Linked DNA regions of Pan troglodytes: region 1 is linked to region 2. Evidence: chromatin contacts called from public HiChIP or PLAC-seq data. All regions are on one chromosome and are shown on one strand. Each heading gives the region's core, a stretch centred on a gene start, on an enhancer-like site or on the middle of the called end of the contact. The rest is flanking DNA. Distances are from core to core; before and after follow the strand shown. Region 1 holds the start of DNAJB14 (DnaJ heat shock protein family (Hsp40) member B14). Region 2 holds the start of TRMT10A (tRNA methyltransferase 10A).

The links. HiChIP or PLAC-seq counts read pairs in DNA pulled down with a chosen protein or histone mark.
Region 1: an H3K4me3 HiChIP or PLAC-seq map of stem cell-derived excitatory neurons shows a contact between it and region 2, with 10 times the contacts expected there. The contact joins the promoter of DNAJB14 here to the promoter of TRMT10A in region 2. A contact is called at or near these places in 2 of 7 Hi-C or Micro-C datasets (blood and stem cell-derived neural progenitor cells) and 1 of 1 datasets of contacts at active chromatin or transcription factors (stem cell-derived excitatory neurons).

Annotation. Positions count from the first base shown.
Region 1 is chr3:101,401,647-101,408,457 of NHGRI_mPanTro3-v2.0_pri, reverse strand. DNAJB14 (DnaJ heat shock protein family (Hsp40) member B14) reads left to right here and starts at 4,269. Exons shown (of 8, transcript XM_526640.7): 1 at 4,269-4,582. The coding sequence starts at 4,450. H2AZ1 (H2A.Z variant histone 1) reads left to right here and starts at 200. Exons shown (of 5, transcript XM_517363.8): 1 at 200-849; 2 at 1,281-1,358; 3 at 1,635-1,748; 4 at 2,081-2,210; 5 at 2,498-2,936. The coding sequence starts at 847. The coding sequence ends at 2,559.
Region 2 is chr3:101,017,964-101,024,390 of NHGRI_mPanTro3-v2.0_pri, reverse strand. It overlaps TRMT10A (tRNA methyltransferase 10A), which reads left to right and starts at 2,551. Exons shown (of 8, transcript XM_001167367.7): 1 at 2,551-2,755. It overlaps MTTP (microsomal triglyceride transfer protein), which reads right to left and starts at 2,605. Exons shown (of 18, transcript XM_001167454.6): 1 at 2,431-2,605. The coding sequence starts at 2,572.

The DNA of each region.
Region 1 (6,811 bases), core at 3,020-5,519, 380 kb before region 2:
CTATTCCGTGGAGGATTTCATAAGTAGTGAGGGAGAGGTGGAAGACCCGGCTGAAAATAAAGTGGGAGCAGAGGGTCGTGATCTGTTGGTGGCTGGGGACTCGCCTAGACGGAAGAAACACGGAATCTCTACTAAGGCTGTGGAAGGCGTCAGGGCAAACCTCAGACTCCTCTCACTGGACGCGTTCGCGCCACCTGTCAGACGGGAGGAGCCGCCAGGGATTGAGAGAGTAGGGAAGGGGTGCCCGGGCCCCGGAAAGCGGCTGCGGGTCGCAGGTCTCCGCCCGAGAGGCGCTGGGAATGGGGCTGGGAGTGGTGGGGGCGGCGTGCTACATACCGAGGAGACTTCACGTGGTCTCCAGAGCCCTGCTAGGGGACCCGGGACGCTACCGCGCGCCCCTCCCGTGAGGTCTCAGCTCCTCCTCCCAGGCACGTGACCGCAGCCGGCTGGTAACTGCGCTCCCGCAGCGTAGCTCGCTCTGTTTCTTCCCTCCAGCCGCGGTGCCCTTCTTCTCCCCCGTTCCCATCCCTCCGCCTTCCCCCGCCTCGCTCCCCACGCCCCAATCGCGGCTTGAGATTAGAAGCGCCCGCCCCTCCACCCTTTTCTTCGCTTGCTCATTGGCTGAAGTCTCAAGGACGCGTCCCGAGGGCGGGTGGCAGCCATTGGTGGGATGAGCAATCCGAGTTCCCGGATGAGGGAACATTCTGCAGTATAAAGGGAGCAGGGAAGGCGGGAGACAGCGCAGTTTGAATCGCGGTGCGACGAAGGAGTAGGTGGTGGGATCTCACCGTGGGTCCGATTAGCCTTTTCTCTGCCTTGCTTGCTTGAGCTTCAGCGGAATTCGAAATGGTAAACTTCGCAGAGACGCTCGATGACTCCGCGGGTTTTTGCCGGCGGGAGAAAAACCCGTTACACAGAGGGATGGGGGTGAAGTGGCGACGGTTGGGAACGCGCGGAGACAGGATTTAGAAGAGTGGGGGGAGGTGTTTTGTCGGCTGCTAGCGGAGCAGCCTCGGATCTCGCGGCGGGCGGCGACGGTTGGGTGGCGCGCGCAGCGCCGCTGGGGGCCGGCGGGCGGGCGGAGGCGCGCGGCCGTGGCGAGCGCGCGGCGGGGGGCGAACGGGCGGGGTCGCCCCTGCGGCGCGCCGCGGGCCGGAGACCCCGGCGGGGTGCGGGGACGCGCTCGCGGCGGGACGCGCCGCGGTGGGGGATGGGCGCGCCGCCTTGGTAATTCTATATTCTCCGTTCCTCCTCCGCTCGCGGGCGTGTGCGCGCCGCAGGCTGGCGGTAAGGCTGGAAAGGACTCCGGAAAGGCCAAGACAAAGGCGGTTTCCCGCTCGCAGAGAGCCGGCTTGCAGGTCAGTAGTTGTTCGTGCAGTCTGGGAGTCATGATGTTTTTCTTTGCATTTCCTTTTTTGTTATTCATCGCTCTCGATGGGCGTTTTGTGTATGCGTGGGTGATGCGGTGTCGCGACTTGGGCTGCCCATACGATAAATATGGGGGGGAGGAATCACGTGTTTCGATGTCGGGACGCGTTGCTGCGCCCGTGCCCCTTGCTTTGGCGCGCATATAATTTCCCCATCTCTAGTTCTCATTTTTGTGCATTTATGTTTGTGTATGCTTAAAATTTAAGTTCCCAGTGGGCCGTATTCATCGACACCTGAAATCTAGGACGACCAGTCATGGACGTGTGGGTGCGACTGCCGCTGTGTACAGCGCAGCCATCCTGGAGTACCTCACCGCAGAGGTAAATGGGTGAACGCCTATAATCCGGAGAAGGTTTGGGGGGCGGGGAGGCGGCAAGAGGGAAGGAGGAAAGTGATGCAAGAAAACTCCCAGGCCCTGAACGCGGCGAGAGGCCTAAGAGAACGCTAGAGGGAGCTGGTGTTCAACAAGGATCCTACTGAGCTTGAGTTCTCTGCTCTTGGAATTAAAATTGCGTGCCCCCTGTATATCTTGCCAGTCAGATAGTGAGGAACGATTCCAGTTGGTAGATCTACGTTTGTGAGGGTTTTATTCTGTTCTCTGAATCTTGGCCAAAGGAAAGTTGGAAGGCAACTGACAGATTCTGCCTTCTAGGTACTTGAACTGGCAGGAAATGCATCAAAAGACTTAAAGGTAAAGCGTATTACCCCTCGTCACTTGCAACTTGCTATTCGTGGAGATGAAGAATTGGATTCTCTCATCAAGGCTACAATTGCTGGTGGTGGTATGTTAACTTCTAACATTTTAAAAAATTTCTTCAGAGGAAGGAATTTTTTGCTGCTTTTAATTAGTTTTTCCAGGAGAGGAAATTTAAGTATATTTTCAATGATGGAAGTATAGTTGTATCATGAAATTTGATTTATATGTATAACTCAATGAATTTTTACTTCATACTTGAGCTGCACGTTTTTAAAGATACCTTTCAAGTTGAACAGTGTACACTTTCTTGGTTTCAAATACTGTGATTTTTAAAAAAATCTTAAGTAGAATTAATTCCTGTCACTCTCCTAGGTGTCATTCCACACATCCACAAATCTCTGATTGGGAAGAAAGGACAACAGAAGACTGTCTAAAGGATGCCTGGATTCCTTGTTTTCTCAGGACTCTAAATACTCTAACAGCTGTCCAGTGTTGGTGATTCCAGTGGACTGTATCTCTGTGAAAAACACAATTTTGCCTTTTTGTAATTCTATTTGAGCAAGTTGGAAGTTTAATTAGCTTTCCAACCAACCAAATTTCTGCATTCGAGTCTTAACCATATTTAAGTGTTACTGTGGCTTCAAAGAAGCTATTGATTCTGAAGTAGTGGGTTTTGATTGAGTTGACTGTTTTTAAAAAACTGTTTGGATTTTAATTGTGATGCAGAAGTTATAGTAACAAACATTTGGTTTTGTACAGACATTATTTCCACTCTGGTGGATAAGTTCAATAAAGGTCATATCCCAAACTAGTTGTGTATTAAATTTGCTTGGTTGTAATAGGAACTTGTTTTGAGTATCTCATCTAGCAGCAATAACTAAGCACATTTCTTTGTGACTGAACTGTCAAATCTGTAGATCAACAAAGTGAGATAGCCCAAGTATATTTTTTTAATGTTATATAATGAGCTACTAAAGTTTTAATTTAAAAAGTTGGCAGGAGCTGGAGTGGGATTGTCAGTTTCTTAGGCTAAGTGTGACCATTTCAGTTTGTACATTGGCTTTGCTTGCTGTGTGACAGCACTGCACTAGTATGCTGTTAGCATGGTGGACTTGGGGAGGGAGAGAATAGGTAGGAATGTCCTGTATATCCACAGAATGAACTCCGAATTTAAACTTTAAAGATAATAGTGCTACGTGCCAGGCCCTGCTTTGAAGTCTGAAGTTGTTAAGTACTCAGTAACATCATTGGGGATATACTATCTCCATTTTATCGAAGGGAAGCAGAGTTTCTTATTTGAAAGTACCGAGTTATGGTAGTTAGCAGAATTAACAGCTTGGCTCACAGCATTATGTAAAAATTGTTACCTTGTGGTTGGGTTGAGCAGGTCATTTTGACAGTTTGTCATGTTTTTTTAAAAAAAATTTGCACATAGCAAACATTCCCCCCACCCCCACCGCGAAGACTAACAAGACACGGTACTTCCAAGTGGTAATGTTATCCAAATGGGACGGAAAAGGTGAAATCAAAAGTTTGCTTTCGTTAGGGCAGCCCCTGAGGGGCTGATTCCTGCCTTGTTTTGGCTACACAGGATTAAGGTCGCTCTGCACCACTCGTTGCAAGCTACAAATTAAACTGCTTTGTACTTTGGATAGCCAGACATCCGGGTCAGAAAAAATGTAGCTGAAATAAGGCTGTCATACAAGCCCTAAGATTAGGTTCAAACGACGCTCTAACGTGTCCCGGAAGTGCTGAGACTGGACTGACACCTTGGTCCTCACCTGACCGCATCCTCCCTCGCTTGAGGGGCCCAGAGGCGGAGCCTCCAAGTCCTGGCAATTTCACTGAAAACGAGTGTCCCCTTCCCGGATCCCGTCCTCCTGGCCTGAGCTGCGAGGGCCACGCCTGGACGTCACAGGGCACGGCGCTTCCAATGCCGGCAATCGGGTCCCGGGCAGAACCCCTCCCCGCGATGGGCAGCCCGGCTGCTATCGTCCGCCTCCCGGGCAGGTCCGCTTCGAGCCTGCTGGCGCCGTGCGCGGACCACCGAGTCAGCTCGGACGCCCCGGCCCAGGAGGTTGGTCCTGGGCCGGGACGGATGCGGATCGCGCCCTAGGAGCCCGCGGGGGGCGGGGAGGCCGCCGTGAGGAGGCGGAGCTGCGAGGCCCGCCCGTCCGCCCGGGCCGTCGCAGCCGCTGCCGCGGTCCCCTGCGCTCCTCCCCGCTGCCGCCGCACGCCCCCAGCCGGTCCCGCCTCGCCTCCTCCGCGGCGGCTTCCGCCCCTCTTAGCTGCGCTGCCGGAGGAAACGGAAGAAGGAGCAAGCTATGGAGGGGAACAGGGATGAGGCTGAGAAATGTGTCGAGATCGCCCGGGAGGCCCTGAACGCCGGCAACCGCGAGAAGGCCCAGCGCTTCCTGCAGAAGGCCGAGAAGCTCTACCCACTGCCCTCGGCCCGCGGTGAGACCTCAGCGTCCCTTCTCTTCCTGCCCAATCCCCAGACCACCGCGTAGCCCGCCCCTGCCCCCACCTCGGCCCCTCCTGGAAGCCTGCGGGGCCCCCGGCCTGTCTGAGCCAGCCCCAGCCCCAGGCCCGGTGGGGAGCATCCCGACACACCCCCGCCCTGGCCCCAGCCCCGGCTCCGGTCTGGGGCTCGGGGAATGCTGCGCGAGGTTCCTCTGCACCCGCTTGCCCGCCGGCTCCGCGTTCCGCTGTCCTAAATGTCCGGGTTTCATTCTCCCTGGAGGAGACTTGTCTGGTCCCGTCTTACCACAGTGAGGCTTTATTTGTATCTGTGTTGTTTATGTGGCCCCCTCCCTCCCCATTCTCAGTCCCACATAAGGCCTAGGCCCCTATCGAAGTGAGAGGAATGGTGTACTCTAGTGGCTAATCTCAGATTCCATGTTTCTGAGATCTGTAGAAAACTGTTCCCAAAGCAAACATCGAATACCTGAGATGACATTGCTTTTCCCTGGGAGAGAGTTCCTTTAAAAGAGAAGAGCACACATTCGGCAAGAATGGTCAAGAGTCATTGCTGAAGTAATGATTGCTGAAGAGTATCTGATTTGATAACACCATGATTATCGACGAACCAAATCTCTGAGGAATATGGTACTGGGTTTCCTTTAGTTGAATTCAGCTTATTTATTTTCCTACTCGATAGGCTTCGGAGTAATAATAGCCAACATTTATTGAGCACAAAGTGCCAATAGTTGTGCCTAACATTTTGCATGGATTATTTCATTTATTCCTCAGAACAATTCTGTGTAGAGGTGCAGGATTCACTTGACCAGGTTTACCCACGTGGAAACAGACTTTCTGATAATTAATGAATGAATTAGCGAATGAATGAAAGTATCTTACCCAAGGTCACACAACAATTAGTAGCAAACTCAGAATAGTAGCTGAACTTTCAGACTCGAAAAGGCCTTTAACCGCTACACTGTTGCCTTGCCATTAGTATTTCCAGGTTAAGAAGAAAGTTATCGATAGATTCAATTAATTGTAGAAAATTATTAATGAAAATATGGGGCCACTTGTTTTGTTGTCTCTTAAATTTTTTTCTCTACGTCGTTGAAGCCCTGTGCTCTTTGCTTTTCTCTCTATCCTTTCCATTACATTGCCTTCTAACACTATACCCATGAGGACAGGAAAATAAAATGAAAGAAAAGAGTTAATAATTTTTTAAGTTGTGGTTTAAAAACCTGCCAAATTTACGGTCTTAACTATTTTTAAGTGTGCAGTCCATTAGTGAAGTATATTGACATTGTTGTGCAAGGACTCTTCAGAACTTTTTCATCTTACACCACAACTGTGTACTAATCAGACAGCTCCCTACCGCCCCGTCTCCTAAGACCCTGGCAACTACCATTCTACTTTGTGTTTCTGTGAATTTAACTACTTTAGTTACCTCAGATAGGTAGATTCATGCAGTATCTTTTTGTGACTGTCTTACTTCACTTAGCATAATGTTCCCAAGTTTCATTTATGTTGTAACGTGAAGAATTCCTCTTTAAAAAAATACTGATTAGGCTGGGCGCGGTGGCTCACGCCTGTTATCCCAGCACTTTGGGAGGCCGAGGCGGGCGGATCATTTGAGGTGAGGAGTTCGAGACCAGCCTGGCCAACATGATGAAACGCCATCTCTACTAAAAATACAAAAAAATTAGCCAGGCGTGGTGGTGCATGCCTGTAATCCCAGCTACTAGGGGATGCTGAGGCAGGAGAATCGCTTGAACTCGGGAGATGGAGGTTACAGTGAGTCGAGATGGCAACACTGCACTCCAGCCTGGGCGACACAGCGAGACTCCGTCTCAAAAAAACAAAAAAAAAAGACCAAAAAAAAAACTACAGTAAAAAAACGGAATAATATTCCATTGTATATATACACCACATTTTGTTAATCCATTCATCTGTCTATGGACATTTGGGTTCCTTTCACCTCTTGGCTATTATGAATAATGCTGCTATGAACAAGGATATGCAAAGAGCCTGCTTTCAATTATTTTGGATACCCAGAAGTGGGATTGTAGGATCATACCGTAATTCTATTTTTAATTTTTGAGGAACCACAATACAGTTTCTGTAGCGCCTGCACCATTTTACTTTCCCATGAACAGTACATAGGGTTTCAGTTTCTCACCATCCTTGCCAACACCTATTTTCTGTTTTTGTTTGTTTTGATAGTAC
Region 2 (6,427 bases), core at 1,302-3,801:
AACCAGATTTCATATTTATGGCTGTTCTTAAAAAAATGAGATCTGGTGCCATTAGGCCCATATTCTCTCCTGGAACTTGTACCCTGATTAAAGAGGAATTGCACTCTCAGGTTTGTGATACTTTCCTTCTAGACGCTTCTCTCATTTGCTACCTTCCAGTCCCCATAGATACTATGCATTTGTAACCCATGGAGTAGTATCTCTTTGAGTCCAACCTCTTATATTAGCTTAAACTACAAGTATGTGCTCATTCTTTTTAAAATCTGTTTCTACTCAGATGTCCTGCAGACTCCCCAGAATGCACATATTTTAAAACAAAACTATTTTTTCAAAACCTATTTTTCTTTTCTTTTCTTTTTCTTTTCTTTTTTCTGAGACGGAGTATCACTCTGTCACCCAGGCTGGAGTGCAGTGGCAGGATCTCGCCTCACCGCAAGCTCCGCCTCCCGGGTTCACGCCATTCTCCTGCCTCAGCCTCCGGAGTAGCTGGGACTACAGGCGCCTGCCACCACGCCCGGCTAAGTTTTTGTATTTTCAGCAGAGACGGGGTTTCACCGTTTTAGCCAGGATGGTCTTGATCTCCTGACCTCGTGATCCGCCCGCCTAGGCCTCCCAAAGTGCTGGGATTACAGGCGTGAGCCACCACGCCCGGCCTCAAAACCTATTTTTCTTCCAGTATTCCCTAAATGACCCGGTTAATGTTACTGCATTCCTACAGTTGTCCAAGTTAGAGAAGCCCTTAGGGTTATTATCTCCTCCTTCTTCCTCATTCTATCCACAGCTTTTCAGTCATGTGCAAAACTATGACACGCTTAGGTCTTTGCTTTCACTGTTCCCAATATCTTAAACTTCTTCACTTTTCTGACACCTGTACAACTCCTACTTACTTTCCAAGATGAAACAAAATTATTTAATCTCCAAAACTATGTCCTCTGCCTCAAGGAGCATTTAGTTGCTTCTTTCAAAGTACAAGCATCTCAAGTACATGTTGTATGGTATTTATTTACTGCTGGCTCCCCTATTAGATTAAGGATTCCTTAAGCACAGAGAGCATGATTTCGTCATTTCTGTATCACCAATACTAAGACAAAACGCATAGAACTCGATACATGTGTCAAATAAATAAATACATAATTTTACAAATCAATGAAATTATTGTTTCACATGATTTCACCGTCTTAAACTTTCTATATGTTTCAATTTTTTGTTAAATTGACTTTTGCTGGTGCTCTTTTGGTGCTTACTTTGGATTAATAATAGAATCATTTTAAATTTTGCACCAAATGACTACAAAGTTAAATGTCTATGTCAAAAGAAAATTTATTGACTTCATTATTAGAATATGAAGTTTTTTTTTTGCTTTAAAACTTTGTTTAAAATATCTAAGGATGCCAGGTATTAACTCTGAAAAAACTGTATAATTATTTATAAAACAGATCCCATAGGAGCAACTGAACAGCTGTGGAAAGATTTGGCACATCACTTTGCCAGCCTGAATTTAATGACCTACATATGAAGGGCTACATATCCAATTACTAATCCTCCCTCAGCTACTCTTTGCCCTCATATGGAGGCAGCTGAAAAAAGATGCCCTACTAACAGATCAGAAGTGGATCCAGACTTTTTTGCCAGTGCTCAGTTAACAAAATCTTTTAGGTTTGAGATGAGGAAGAAACAGAAGAGGGACTCACAACAGTGTTATAGCTGACACAGTGTTTCAAGTAAAATTTAAGGGCTTATGGCAAGAGTGACTTTAGTTTTGTAACTAAAGTCAAAGAAATTTCGGCTCTTTTAGAGAATCTCAAATTCTGGATTTAATTTTCTATTCACTGAAGCCTTTAAACATGTTCAAATATCTTCAAGCATCAAGGATAATTTACTTCAAAATTATTTCTATATGAGAAGCCAGTCTTCTATTCAAGATGCAAACCTCATTCTTACCTTCAAATTCTGCAATAATCACCTATTAGAAGTAGAGGAGAAAAAAACTAAATAGAAAACGACAATCTACGGGATTGTATTTCATTTCTCTCTCAGTTGACATGATCTATATATAGCAAAAAGATTATATAAGGTCAAGTATTATAAACAATGAAATGTCATCTGGTGTTTTGCAAAACAGCATAGGAAAAATAGCTCAAGGAATGAATAAAGAGTAAAGCTATGGCTGTTTTACTTCAGCCATAAAAAAGCCTTACAGATTCTAAATTTAAATGCATTTTATTGTGAATCTGACTCACTTTTTGAATTTAATTTTCCACTTGAGTTATGTAAAATCATGTGATATGGTAATTTTCTGAATAAATTAAAAATAATATAGGCAAGAGATGTTTTTCTCTCATTTTCAACACAGAAAAATTAGGAGCCTTTCTTCGTTGTTTTTGCATTTTTAACAGTGGGACTATCTTAATTCCTTCATCCAATACTCACAAGAATATATGAATGAATACACGTCTGCAGGTACACACTTAATTCTTGAACGGGAAAAAACAGACATCACTGTAACTACCTCCCACTCCCAAAACACTAACTCCAGACCCCGCCCCGCATAAACCCCTCCCCTTTCTTCCATTGCGGGTTCGAAATGGGCGCAGTTCGATGACGTAAGACGCAACCGCCGTAGCCTCCACCGTGTAACTACCGCCCCTGCCTCTGGGAATTGAAGTTTCTGTGGAAGGAAGCGTGAGCCGTAACCAGGCCAACCCAGAAAGGCTTTCTTTCTGAGATTTCACTTCCCTGTCAACTCTTCAGCTCGGTAAGTGTCCTGGCACTGGTTGGCGCTCCCCCGCACTATGGTATTCTCTGGACGCAAAGGGGCGCGTGCCACACAGCCCCCTACTAGCAACAAGGGCTTCCGGGGGAGAGGGGAGCAGTGGTGTGGAAGTGGTTGCCTGCGGCGCTCTTGCTGAAGGAAATGACGTCGATGACAGGCGCCCCCCGCGGCCTACCCAGCTGCTCCCTGGTTCTCCAGAGACAGCTTAATCCCGTCTCTGAAATGCGTTTGCTGGCTGGGAGCCTAGAAGGGATAGTGGGCGAGGCTCCGCCCCGTGGTGGGGCGCTTTCCGTCGGCGCGTGTTTTGGGGTTGCCATCGGCCCGTAGTATGTGAAAAGTGAGTTTGCAAAGAATCAGTGGGAAATCTGTACTCTAAAGGGCCGGAAAGCGTGTTATGGCCCTGCCACTTCGTGGCTAGAGACCGTGGGCTTTACCTCTCTAAAGCTGCCTTACCTCATTTTTCCTGCAAAGGGCTGACGTCGCTGAACTCTCTGAAATGTAGAGAGCCCGAGGGGAAGTTGCTGCAGGTGCTGTGAGCTGAGGACAGTTTTATAAAGATCGAAGTGTTACTTGATTTCACTGAAATACTTTAAATTTGGGGATTTTTCTACAGATATGAAGAGGATGGCAACACATTACTTGTCACTTTCTGAAAGAATTTCCTCTGCCCCTTCCATTCCCAACCCTCTGCCCAAAAGGCTTGACAACTGAAGTGAACAAAGGGCTTTTCGCTCCTCCACGTTTAGTCCGCATGTCTTTAAAAAGGGCATTCCTGGCCGGGCGCGGTGACTCACGTCTGTAATCCTCGCACTTCGGGAGGGCAAGGCGGGTGGATCACCTGAGGTCAGGAGTTCGGGACCAACCTGACCACCATGGTGAAACCCCGTCTCTACTGAAAATACAAAATTAGCCGGGCGTGTTGGCGCATGCCTGTAATCCCAGCTACTGGGGGGGCTGAGGCAGGAGAACTACTTGAACCCAGAAGGCGGAGGTTGCAATCAGCCGAGATTGCGCCATTGCACTCCAGCCTGGGCAACAAGAGCGAAACTCCGTCTCAAACAAACAAGAAAGGCCGGGCGCGATGGCTCATGCCTGTAATCCCAGCACTTTGGGAAGCCGAGGCGGGTGGATCACGAAGTCAAGAGATGGAGACCATCCAGGCCAACGTGGTGAAACCCCGTCTCTACTAAAAATAACAAAAATTAGCTGGGCGTGGTAGCGCGCACCTGTAGTCCCAGCTACTCGGGAGGCTGAGGCAGGAGAATCGCTTGAACCCGGGAGGCAGAGGTTGCAGTGAGCCGAGATTGCGCCACTGCACTCCAGCCTGGGCGACCTAGCAAGACTCCCTCTCAAAAAAAAAAAAAAAAAAAAAAAAAAAAGGCATTCCTTTGCTATCGCTGTCAAGTCATTAATTCCAATCTGCATTATTCCCACATTCGTTGAGATTTTTCTGAAAAGGAGACTGTCATAAATTAACGACGATTATTTATTTTATCCCAATCCATAACTTAATGCAGTTTTAAAAAACTTTTTTTTTTCTTTTGGTGCTCATTGATGTAGGATGTGTCCTTGCCTTACAAAGTGAGATAGTTTGTAAGCCCACTTGATAACCTATGTCTGCGAATGAACCCCACAAATTTTTAAAATTTTATGCAGAAGTAAAATTTCACACACACACACACACACACACACATATATATATATATATATAATTTTTTTTTTTTTTTTTTTTGGAGAGGGAGTCTTACTCTGTTGCCCTAGTTGGAGTGCAGTGCTGCGATCATGGCACACTGCAACCTCTGCCTCCCGGCTTCAAGCGATTCTTCTGCCTCAGCCTCCCGAGTAGCTGGAATTACAGGCGTCCACTACCACGCCTGGCTAATTTTTGTATTTTTAGTAGAGACGAGGTATCGCCATGTTGGTCTTGAACTCCTGACCTCAGGTGATCCGCCCACCTCAGCCTCCCAAAGTGTTGGGATTACAGGCATGAGCCACTGCGCCCGACCTCACACAAATATTTTTATAGTTACTGTAAAATACGTTCTTGAACATTTGTTGAACTTGGTTGAATGAATGAAAATGTACTGTGAGCATCACTGCATGTGAGAAAGGAATGAAAAACTCTGCCATGGAATTTTATAAATTATTGCCCAAACTAAAACAATTAGAAAGCAAGTATACCTAATAAAATGCTGTTTTGCTTAACAGGTAATCTGAACACGCTAGTACATAGTGCAGTGTAGATATACATTATACTTATTGTATAGTGTAGACAGTGCGAGTTGGTAGATATCTTTGTAAAGTATACTATACGGAATAATTTATAAGATATCAGGTTAGCATCATTTTTGTTGCATTCCATTTGTCTCAGTGCACCTGGCTTATTTAAAGCCTAAAAACTTCACTTAGTACAGTCGTTTTCTTAGTTAGGAATAGTTTTAAAAAAGATGATGATGATGATGATGAAGATGTTGACCATCTCATGACCTTTCCTTGTGTTTGAGAGATTGAAACATTAATGTACTATGACAGGTCATATTAAATTTAACTTAAGACTTCTTAGATAGGAAAGGCAAATGCTCCCCCTGGTGTACATGACCTGTAAAACATTACATTGCTCTTTAAAAAGGCTTCACGTAGGCCAGGCCTGGTGATTCACGCCTGTAATCCCAGCAGTTCAGGAGGCCGAGGCAGGCGGATCATGAGGTCAGGAGTTCGAGACCAGCCTGACCAACGTGGTGAAACCCCTTCTCTACTAAAAATACAAAAATTAGCCAGGCGTGGTGGCGCGCGCTTGTAATCCCAGTTACTCAGAAGGTTGAGGCAGTAGAATCGCCTGAACCTGGGAGGCGGAGGTTGCAGTGGGTGGAGGTTGCAGTGAACGGAGATCGCGCCACTGCACTCCAGCCTGGGTGACAGAGTGAGACTCTGTCTCCAAAAAAAAAAAAAAAAAAAAAAAAAATCTTCATATAGAGCTAATCAACACATGCCGTTTTTGAATAAAATAGAGAACTAACTGAAAATGATGCCACTGATAAACAGAAATGTACTCTCTTGGAATATTATTATTTCATGAAGAGAGCAATTTGTTTCCTGTGAATTTTAATTGTGCTTTTAAGTTTCCTCCACTCGGTGTCGTTTTGGATACCTGCATAGCTGAATTTTATTTAATGTATTGTGTATTGAAAGAAAGGAAAATAAAAGTGATCCAGGGGATCAAAATACATATTTTTAAATTTTTTTCCATCTAGCCTTTTTAGGCTTATTCAGTTTCCCCACCTCCAGTTTCTTAAATTGAATGCTTACCTTACTTTCTAGCTTTTTTAAAAAAAATTAATGAATGCATTCAAGGCTATATGTTTATCTCTAATTACCTTTTTTTCCTGTATCTCTCTTATTCTGTTATCCAAGTCTTTACTGCTCCTCCATATTATTTTTCTGTTCTATTTGTGTCTGCATCCTGAGTCAGATTGTCTTCTAAGTCATCAGTTACTTCTTGGGACTCCAGATAATCTGGAGTTTGTCTCTTCTATTGAACTTATGTCTTCATTTCCTAGTTTTCACAGATTCTTTTTCACTGATTCTGTTCTTTTTCACTGATTCTTGTTTTACTTTTTAGTAAAGCCTGCTTTTATATCACAACTTTCTGTTTTG